Linked DNA regions of Arabidopsis thaliana: region 1 is linked to region 2. A link is a contact called in public capture Hi-C data. All regions are on one chromosome and are shown on one strand. Each heading gives the region's core, a stretch centred on a gene start, on an enhancer-like site or on the middle of the called end of the contact. The rest is flanking DNA. Distances are from core to core; before and after follow the strand shown.

Region 1 (3,559 bases), core at 358-2,857, 300 kb before region 2:
CGAAGGAGTGAATCAACTTATTCAAGAGATTGCTGGTTGTCATGAGCAGATCGCTGAACAAGCTATAGAGCATATACATCAAAAGTACTTTTCTTTTCTATAGCATTATTTATCTTTAACATGTTATACATGGAGAACTAAAATGGTCGTTTCTCAGTGTCTTTTCGTGATGATCACTTTTGTATTGCCTAAATTCTATTTTTTCAGTGAGGTGATCCTAACCCTGGGTAGCTCAAGAACAGTGCTTGAGTTTCTGTGTGCTGCAAAGGAGAAAAAAAGATCTTTTCGTGTATTTGTTGCCGAAGGTGCTCCAAGGTTTGGTTTCTCCCTTTACTATATGTTTCATCATTACCATTGTTAGTGTTTTCTCTCAACATTTTTATATTCTCTCTGATTTGTCCATCTAACTCAGCTGTATCAAATTTTCTTCCATTTCTATTCTATTATATTAGATATCAGGGCCATCTATTAGCAAAAGAATTGGTAGCTAGAGGTTTGCAGACAACTGTGATCACCGACTCTGCAGTGTTTGCTATGATATCTCGAGTGAATATGGTACAATTCATTCCTACCCAACTTTATGTTTTCTTGTCCTTGTCTTCTAAATAATTTGCAATGATGTGAAAATGCACAGGTTATAATTGGAGCTCATGCAGTGATGGCTAATGGTGGAGTTATAGGGCCAGTTGGTGTCAACATGGCTGCTCTTGCAGCACAAAAGCACGCAGTCCCATTCGTGGTTCTTGCTGGTAGTCACAAGGTTGGTTTCGAGTTGTATTTAATTTCTCAAACTGTTTTTTGCTCTCAAAACTTGACTTAGGGTTTCCAATGTAATAACAGTTGTGTCCCCTCTATCCTCACAATCCGGAAGTATTACTAAATGAGCTGAGATCTCCATCTGAACTGTTGGATTTTGGTGAATTCTCTGATTGCCTGGATTTTGGAGCAGGTTCCGGGTCTCTTCAAGTTGTCAACCCAACATTCGATTATGTCCCACCAAACCTTGTTAGTCTCTTTATAACAGACACGTAAGTCTCCTATATATAATCTTTGCTATATTCTTAGGTTGGTCCATTTTCATGGCATTACTTTTTTGGATAAAGGGTTGGTGATAGCGTTACCTTTTTGGTTACAGGGGAGGACACAATCCATCCTACATGTACCGTCTTATTGCGGACTACTACTCTGCTGATGATTTGGTGATGTAGCGATAAAGGACTAGTTTTCGGTCACTTGGTGGGAACTATACAACATTCAGTCGGATAGTCGGTCATTCACAATTGAAGAATATATGTACATTGCACAAAAACAGTTGCTCAAGGATTGTGAATGAAAAAGAGAAACATCTTAGTGTCTGAAATTGTCAGGCCAAGTTTATTTTTGCCGTGTCTTGGGTAATTCCTTTAGCTCAGTCTCAATGGTGTCTATTGTTACTTGATAGTATACTTCTCTTTCAACACAACGTTTTTCTTTGGTTGGCTTTTGTATTTGCTAATACGAGAATTACCACTGGAGGTGGACAGGACATCTTATTTTAACTAATTAAAGTTTTGGGTGCAATTTTACTTGATAAGTGTGAGGCGATGCATTGGTTCGGTACGGTTCAATTTCAATTACCTCATAACCGGATCACTATATCTTCGCCGTGAAAATATTCAGACAGACGACAACACCTGCATAAACACCATTGTTCAAAATAGCCAGAGAGATAAAAGTAAAACCCTAAACCCCACTAGTTAAAGTTAACATTTTTATTGTTTCTCTCCGGCTCCTTTCAATCTGTGTACTGTGTATGCTGCTGATACATATCAGAAGTACTCGAAAGATCTTAGCTTTGGGGCGTCATGTTTTTCCTTCTAATGCCTTCTTCTCCGTCTCTTCTCGACCTTCTCTGTCTTCCTCGGACGAAGTGGCGGCTCATGATGTCGCATCTTTGCTAAAAACCCCCAATTGGGAGAAGAACAGTTCTCTTAAATCTCTAGTCTCTCACATGAATCCAAATGTCGCTTCACAGGTCATTTCGCTTCAACGCAGTGACAACGATATTTGCGTTCGCTTTTTCATGTGGGTCTGCAAGCATTCGTCGTATTGTTTCGACCCAACTCAGAAAAATCAGCTTTTGAAACTGATTGTTTCTTCCGGATTGTATCGAGTTGCGCATGCTGTTATTGTTGCGTTGATCAAGGAATGTAGTAGATGCGAGAAAGAGATGTTGAAACTAATGTATTGTTTTGATGAGCTGAGAGAAGTTTTTGGGTTCCGGTTAAATTACCCTTGTTACAGCTCTCTTTTGATGTCCTTAGCTAAACTTGATTTAGGATTTTTGGCTTACGTGACTTATAGAAGAATGGAAGCTGACGGATTTGTTGTTGGTATGATTGATTACAGAACCATTGTCAATGCTCTGTGTAAGAATGGATACACGGAAGCCGCTGAGATGTTCATGTCTAAGATTCTTAAAATTGGGTTTGTGTTAGATTCCCATATAGGCACTTCTTTGTTACTGGGTTTTTGCCGTGGATTGAATCTCAGAGATGCACTCAAGGTGTTTGATGTAATGTCTAAGGAGGTAACTTGTGCACCGAACTCTGTTAGTTACTCCATTTTGATTCACGGGTTGTGTGAAGTAGGGAGACTTGAAGAAGCATTTGGCCTAAAAGATCAAATGGGTGAGAAAGGTTGCCAACCAAGCACACGTACATATACTGTGCTTATTAAAGCCTTGTGCGATAGAGGTTTGATTGATAAAGCTTTTAACTTGTTTGATGAGATGATTCCTAGAGGGTGTAAACCAAACGTCCACACTTACACTGTTTTGATTGATGGGTTGTGTAGAGACGGAAAGATTGAAGAGGCTAATGGGGTTTGTCGAAAGATGGTTAAAGACAGGATATTTCCTAGTGTAATAACTTACAATGCGTTGATAAATGGCTACTGCAAAGATGGACGGGTTGTTCCCGCTTTTGAGCTTCTTACTGTAATGGAGAAGAGGGCTTGCAAACCAAATGTAAGAACTTTTAACGAGCTTATGGAAGGGTTGTGTAGAGTCGGGAAACCGTACAAGGCTGTGCACCTTTTGAAGAGAATGCTGGACAATGGCCTGTCACCTGACATTGTGAGCTATAATGTTTTGATCGATGGGCTTTGTAGAGAAGGCCATATGAATACGGCTTACAAGCTACTTAGCTCGATGAACTGCTTTGACATTGAGCCTGATTGTCTTACATTCACCGCTATAATAAATGCTTTCTGCAAACAAGGGAAGGCTGACGTTGCTAGCGCGTTTTTAGGTTTGATGCTTAGAAAAGGAATAAGCCTAGATGAAGTAACAGGTACAACTCTTATCGATGGTGTCTGTAAAGTCGGTAAAACCCGTGACGCATTGTTTATCCTGGAGACATTGGTTAAAATGAGAATTTTGACAACTCCTCACTCCCTGAATGTGATTCTTGATATGCTCAGTAAAGGTTGTAAAGTGAAGGAGGAATTAGCAATGCTTGGGAAAATCAATAAGCTTGGTTTAGTTCCTTCTGTGGTGACATACACAACATTGGTTGAT
Region 2 (3,868 bases), core at 247-2,746:
AGGCCATAAGTGACAATCGAAGCGAATGCGGGTCAGAAGATTCCTTGGCATGTTCACGACCAATGTCGATGATGGACCTCATCAAGCGCTTGATAAGATTAGTATTTAGCACAGCTCTGTTTGCCAACATGCCAACAACCATTAACGCTCCAGCCTAGAACCATATAAAGTTTGTCATAAAAGGCACATCAACTGAATAACAAAATCAATTAGAGAAAAATATTTGGTAAGAAAACCACTAAAAAACCTGTTGATCTAAACATCCTTTCACACCAGATTGAAGACCAGAGTCCACAAATGGCAAAATCGTCTTTACAATATCTCCATCAACAGTTGGAACTGAACCGAGCACCCCAACAACAACTGCGGTGGAGAAGCTAACCACAGGTTTTGAAGGCTGATACTTCTTAGTACGAGATGCCTACAATGTAACCAAGATTTCAGATGTTCAGTTTGATGTAGCCATTCAAAAACCAGTTTATAGGGAAAAAAAATATTAACAGCTACTTACATAGTCACACAAGGCCTCCAAAACTTGTTTATCACGTATACATTGCTGAACGATAACCGATCTAGGAGGTGGAGCACCTGAATTTTTAACACCATCCAGAAATTTCCACTTGGAATTTCTGTAAAGCAAATGAGAACCAGGGTTTACTAATCGATATGATAAATTGTGAGACTTCACTTCGAAATCGAAAGTGAAAGATATATACTCACCCAGTAGAAAGCAGTTGAACAATGCGGACAAAGGCATGTGTGTCATGGTATGGCAAGGCGCATAGAACCACATCTTCCAAGTTGTATATATGAATCCTGAAATATAGAGCAATTAGGACAATTCGATGAACGAACAAAGGCAAATATACATAACCAATAGTGATAAGGAAACACATACTTGTATCGTCGTATGAGATACTCAAGGGTCTCCAAGGAAGCACGAAATTGAAGATAACCAGAGAGTAAACGTAGATACGAACTGATTGATGAATCAATCCGAGCATTTTCTTCTTTACCCAGCAATTCCCTATCAATTTCTTTACTTTTATGACTAAACAAGTCGTTCATGTAATTTTTAAACCTCTCATCTTTGTTTCCAAGTACTTCTAGACCTGAATTAACAAAAATAATTAACGATGAGAATTTAATTTATCATTGAGCTTGTTCATTAGAATTGCATAATAGGAGAAGAGAACATACCTTTGAGCCCGAGCTCGTAAATTGATTCGATATCGAAATCAGCTGCTTCTTTAGGACTGAAGAGAATCGAAGGGCGTGTGAAAGGTCTCTTGGAAGGCTCTGTATCGGCTTGTAACACTGACTTGAGAGCCTGTAACTGTGACACTATTGAAGAACTCATACTCGCTATTGGGATAAGATTATTCTTCAGAGGAAATTCGAAGAATAAGTTTGAGGTAGAGAGAGATAGAGAGATAGAGAGCGGCGTTGAGGGAGAAGAAGAGAAAGAAGAAGAAGAAGCGGGTTTAGGGTTTAACGATCCTTTTATTTTTAATCTGGAAGATATAGTAATATAAAGAAACAAGGAAACCCCTGAGTTATAATGGAATTGCGTTTTAAACCATGACCTATTTTTTTGTTTTTCGAATTTAAACCCCAATAGTTTTACAACTTGATAATAAAGCCCATCTCTAATCTGCCGCTACTATTACAAAACTGTGCGTTTTAATTCCTCAATCGAGAAAGTCTTGAAACAAGTGTAAGAAAGTCAAGATACAATCACTGTTCACATCACATTTGCCAAGATTAACAAACCCATCTATCCAAGAATTTCAGTAAAATGGAAGTGAGAACAGAGAACAAAAAAGAAACTTAACACCTGACCTCTTTCATTAGAAGTTAAATATTATATTATACGCAGACAATTAACGACATCATCAACTTCAAACATATGTTCATAAACAAAAAATGTACTATAAACAAGTCATTTTCCTTATCCTCTTCATTAATAGTTGTAACCGTTAGCCAACTTCTTCTCATCCTTATACACGACTCCATTTTCCGTTTCTCCACACTTGGCAAGGCCTAAGGTCATTGTAAGCAAACTCCAAACTCTCATCAGTCGTTTGGAAGTAGACACCATATCTCGTTTTGTTGTTGTTTATCTTATATACTCGACCAGACCACCATCCTTCATTGTACCAAGCATCCACAAGTTCATACAATTCATATCGATACCCCTTTGGAATCAGTGGAGGAGGAGGAGGTCTTATATCTGAACCTCTTGCTTCTTCCTTCAACAACTCTCTTTCATCGTCTGTTTTTAGTGTTTGATACTCCACTGTGTATCTGTTTTCGCCCAAGTAACTTACGATCTTTGCAGAGAACCATGAGGCTTCGTAACCTGGTTCGTCGCTTCTAACTTCCACCTCCATTCCATTGTTAAACACCTTCTCTGCTCTCTCACAAGATTTCAGCTTCTTCAATGGAGGTTTGTAACATTCTTCCGGCACATCAGTCAATACCTTGGAAGGAATGACCCATTGTCCATTGATCCAATCTTTGTGGGGCCTTAAGTTGAAATTTAAGATTGTCGTTTCTTCACCAGTTGAGATGATAAAAACTGAATACTTATTAGAACCTCCTCCTAGGACTTTGGAAACCCTACTGGTCCACCACCGTTTGTTGAACCAAGCATCAACTATAACCCCTGGTTCATAGCACACAACAGGCGAGAGTTCTGAAGGAGGAACTGGTCTTATGTCCTTGGCTTCTACCACATCTCTCAGAGGGATCGACTCACCATCATCTCTACTAAATTTCAAGTGTTCAACAATGTACTTATCATCACCTAATAAACAAAGTATACGAGCACAATACCAAGAACCCTTGTAAGCTTTTTCTTCACTTCTGACTTCGACAAGAGCTCCCTTCTCATATTGATCTCTTCTCTTGATTTTTATCTTCAGTTTAATTCTTTGGGCTGTCGATTCCGAGAAATTGCTCTGTAAATCAAAAAAGCAGTGTGAGTTTATTATGCCAAATTCCAACAAATCTTCAAATTCAAATTGCTTGACATACAGTATATATAGTATAATTAAGTCTTTTTTCTAAATTTACAATTTTTTTTTTTTTTTTTTTTTTTTTTTTTTTTTGGTTTTACTAAATTTACAATTAATTCGTCAAATCTTTCAATGTATCTTAATCCCTAAAACATTAAATTCACTATTTTTCTACAAACCCTAGATTCAATTCAAACGCAGAGAAATGTTTTACCTGTTGGAGAAGAGAAGGAACCCACCCACCATCTAGCCATTCACGATGAAGCCTCAAATTGAACTGATCAACCTCTATTTCTGGACGATTTTCCCCTTTAAACTCCACAATGTACCTTGAATCTTCAAGTACGGTCGTAACATTGCCTCTAACCCAGCAACCTTCGCTATCTCTGAAGACATCGACCTCATCGTCAGCTTTGAACCGTCTGTTGAGTTCACGCGGTGGAGATGGACGGAGGCGCGTGGGAGTGACGTACTCCTTCATACGTACGGAAACGGAACCTCCAACAGTTAGGGATTCATGCTCCACCCAAACGAGTTTCTTTCTCACCGAAGGCGCGCTAACAACACTCGCCGGAAAATATGCCGTCGCGCCAGAAACTAGTCGTTCCACCTCAACGCGGTCACCGCCGCGCCAAAATCGATCGCTCGTCATCAGTAAACAATTTGTGCAACCCAACGAGAAAATAGGGATAGGAGTAAGACTGAAGATGATGAAATTTCCAGAGACCTTGATTCAACAGAAGAAAATCAGAGAAGAGTGAGAGCTATTATATATAGAGAAAGAGACAGTGGCGACACAAGCATGCTTATATTATGAGTCGGTCAAGATAGGTCAATGCCGAAAAAAG

The links. Capture Hi-C pulls out chosen DNA fragments and counts their contacts.
Region 1: a capture Hi-C map of seedling shows a contact between it and region 2, with 2.3 times the contacts expected there. The contact joins the promoter of AT3G07290 here to the promoter of AT3G06530 in region 2. A contact is called at or near these places in 1 of 26 Hi-C or Micro-C datasets (callus) and 1 of 3 other capture datasets (seedling).

Annotation. Positions count from the first base shown.
Region 1 is chr3:2,322,616-2,326,174 of TAIR10.1, reverse strand. It overlaps AT3G07290 (Pentatricopeptide repeat (PPR) superfamily protein), which reads left to right and starts at 1,607. Exons shown (of 1, transcript NM_111609.2): 1 at 1,607-3,559. The coding sequence starts at 1,793. AT3G07300 (NagB/RpiA/CoA transferase-like superfamily protein) reads left to right here. Exons shown (of 10, transcript NM_111610.5): 5 at 1-84; 6 at 208-315; 7 at 453-555; 8 at 635-760; 9 at 841-1,028; 10 at 1,136-1,569. The coding sequence ends at 1,208.
Region 2 is chr3:2,020,088-2,023,955 of TAIR10.1, reverse strand. AT3G06530 (ARM repeat superfamily protein) reads right to left here and starts at 1,496. Exons shown (of 40, transcript NM_001337662.1): 1 at 1,201-1,496; 2 at 899-1,112; 3 at 721-816; 4 at 512-629; 5 at 248-421; 6 at 1-154. The coding sequence starts at 1,360. AT3G06520 (agenet domain-containing protein) reads right to left here. Exons shown (of 3, transcript NM_001337661.1): 2 at 3,235-3,747; 3 at 1,923-2,963. The coding sequence starts at 3,672. The coding sequence ends at 2,001. SFR2 (Glycosyl hydrolase superfamily protein) reads right to left here. Exons shown (of 10, transcript NM_111527.3): 10 at 3,853-3,868.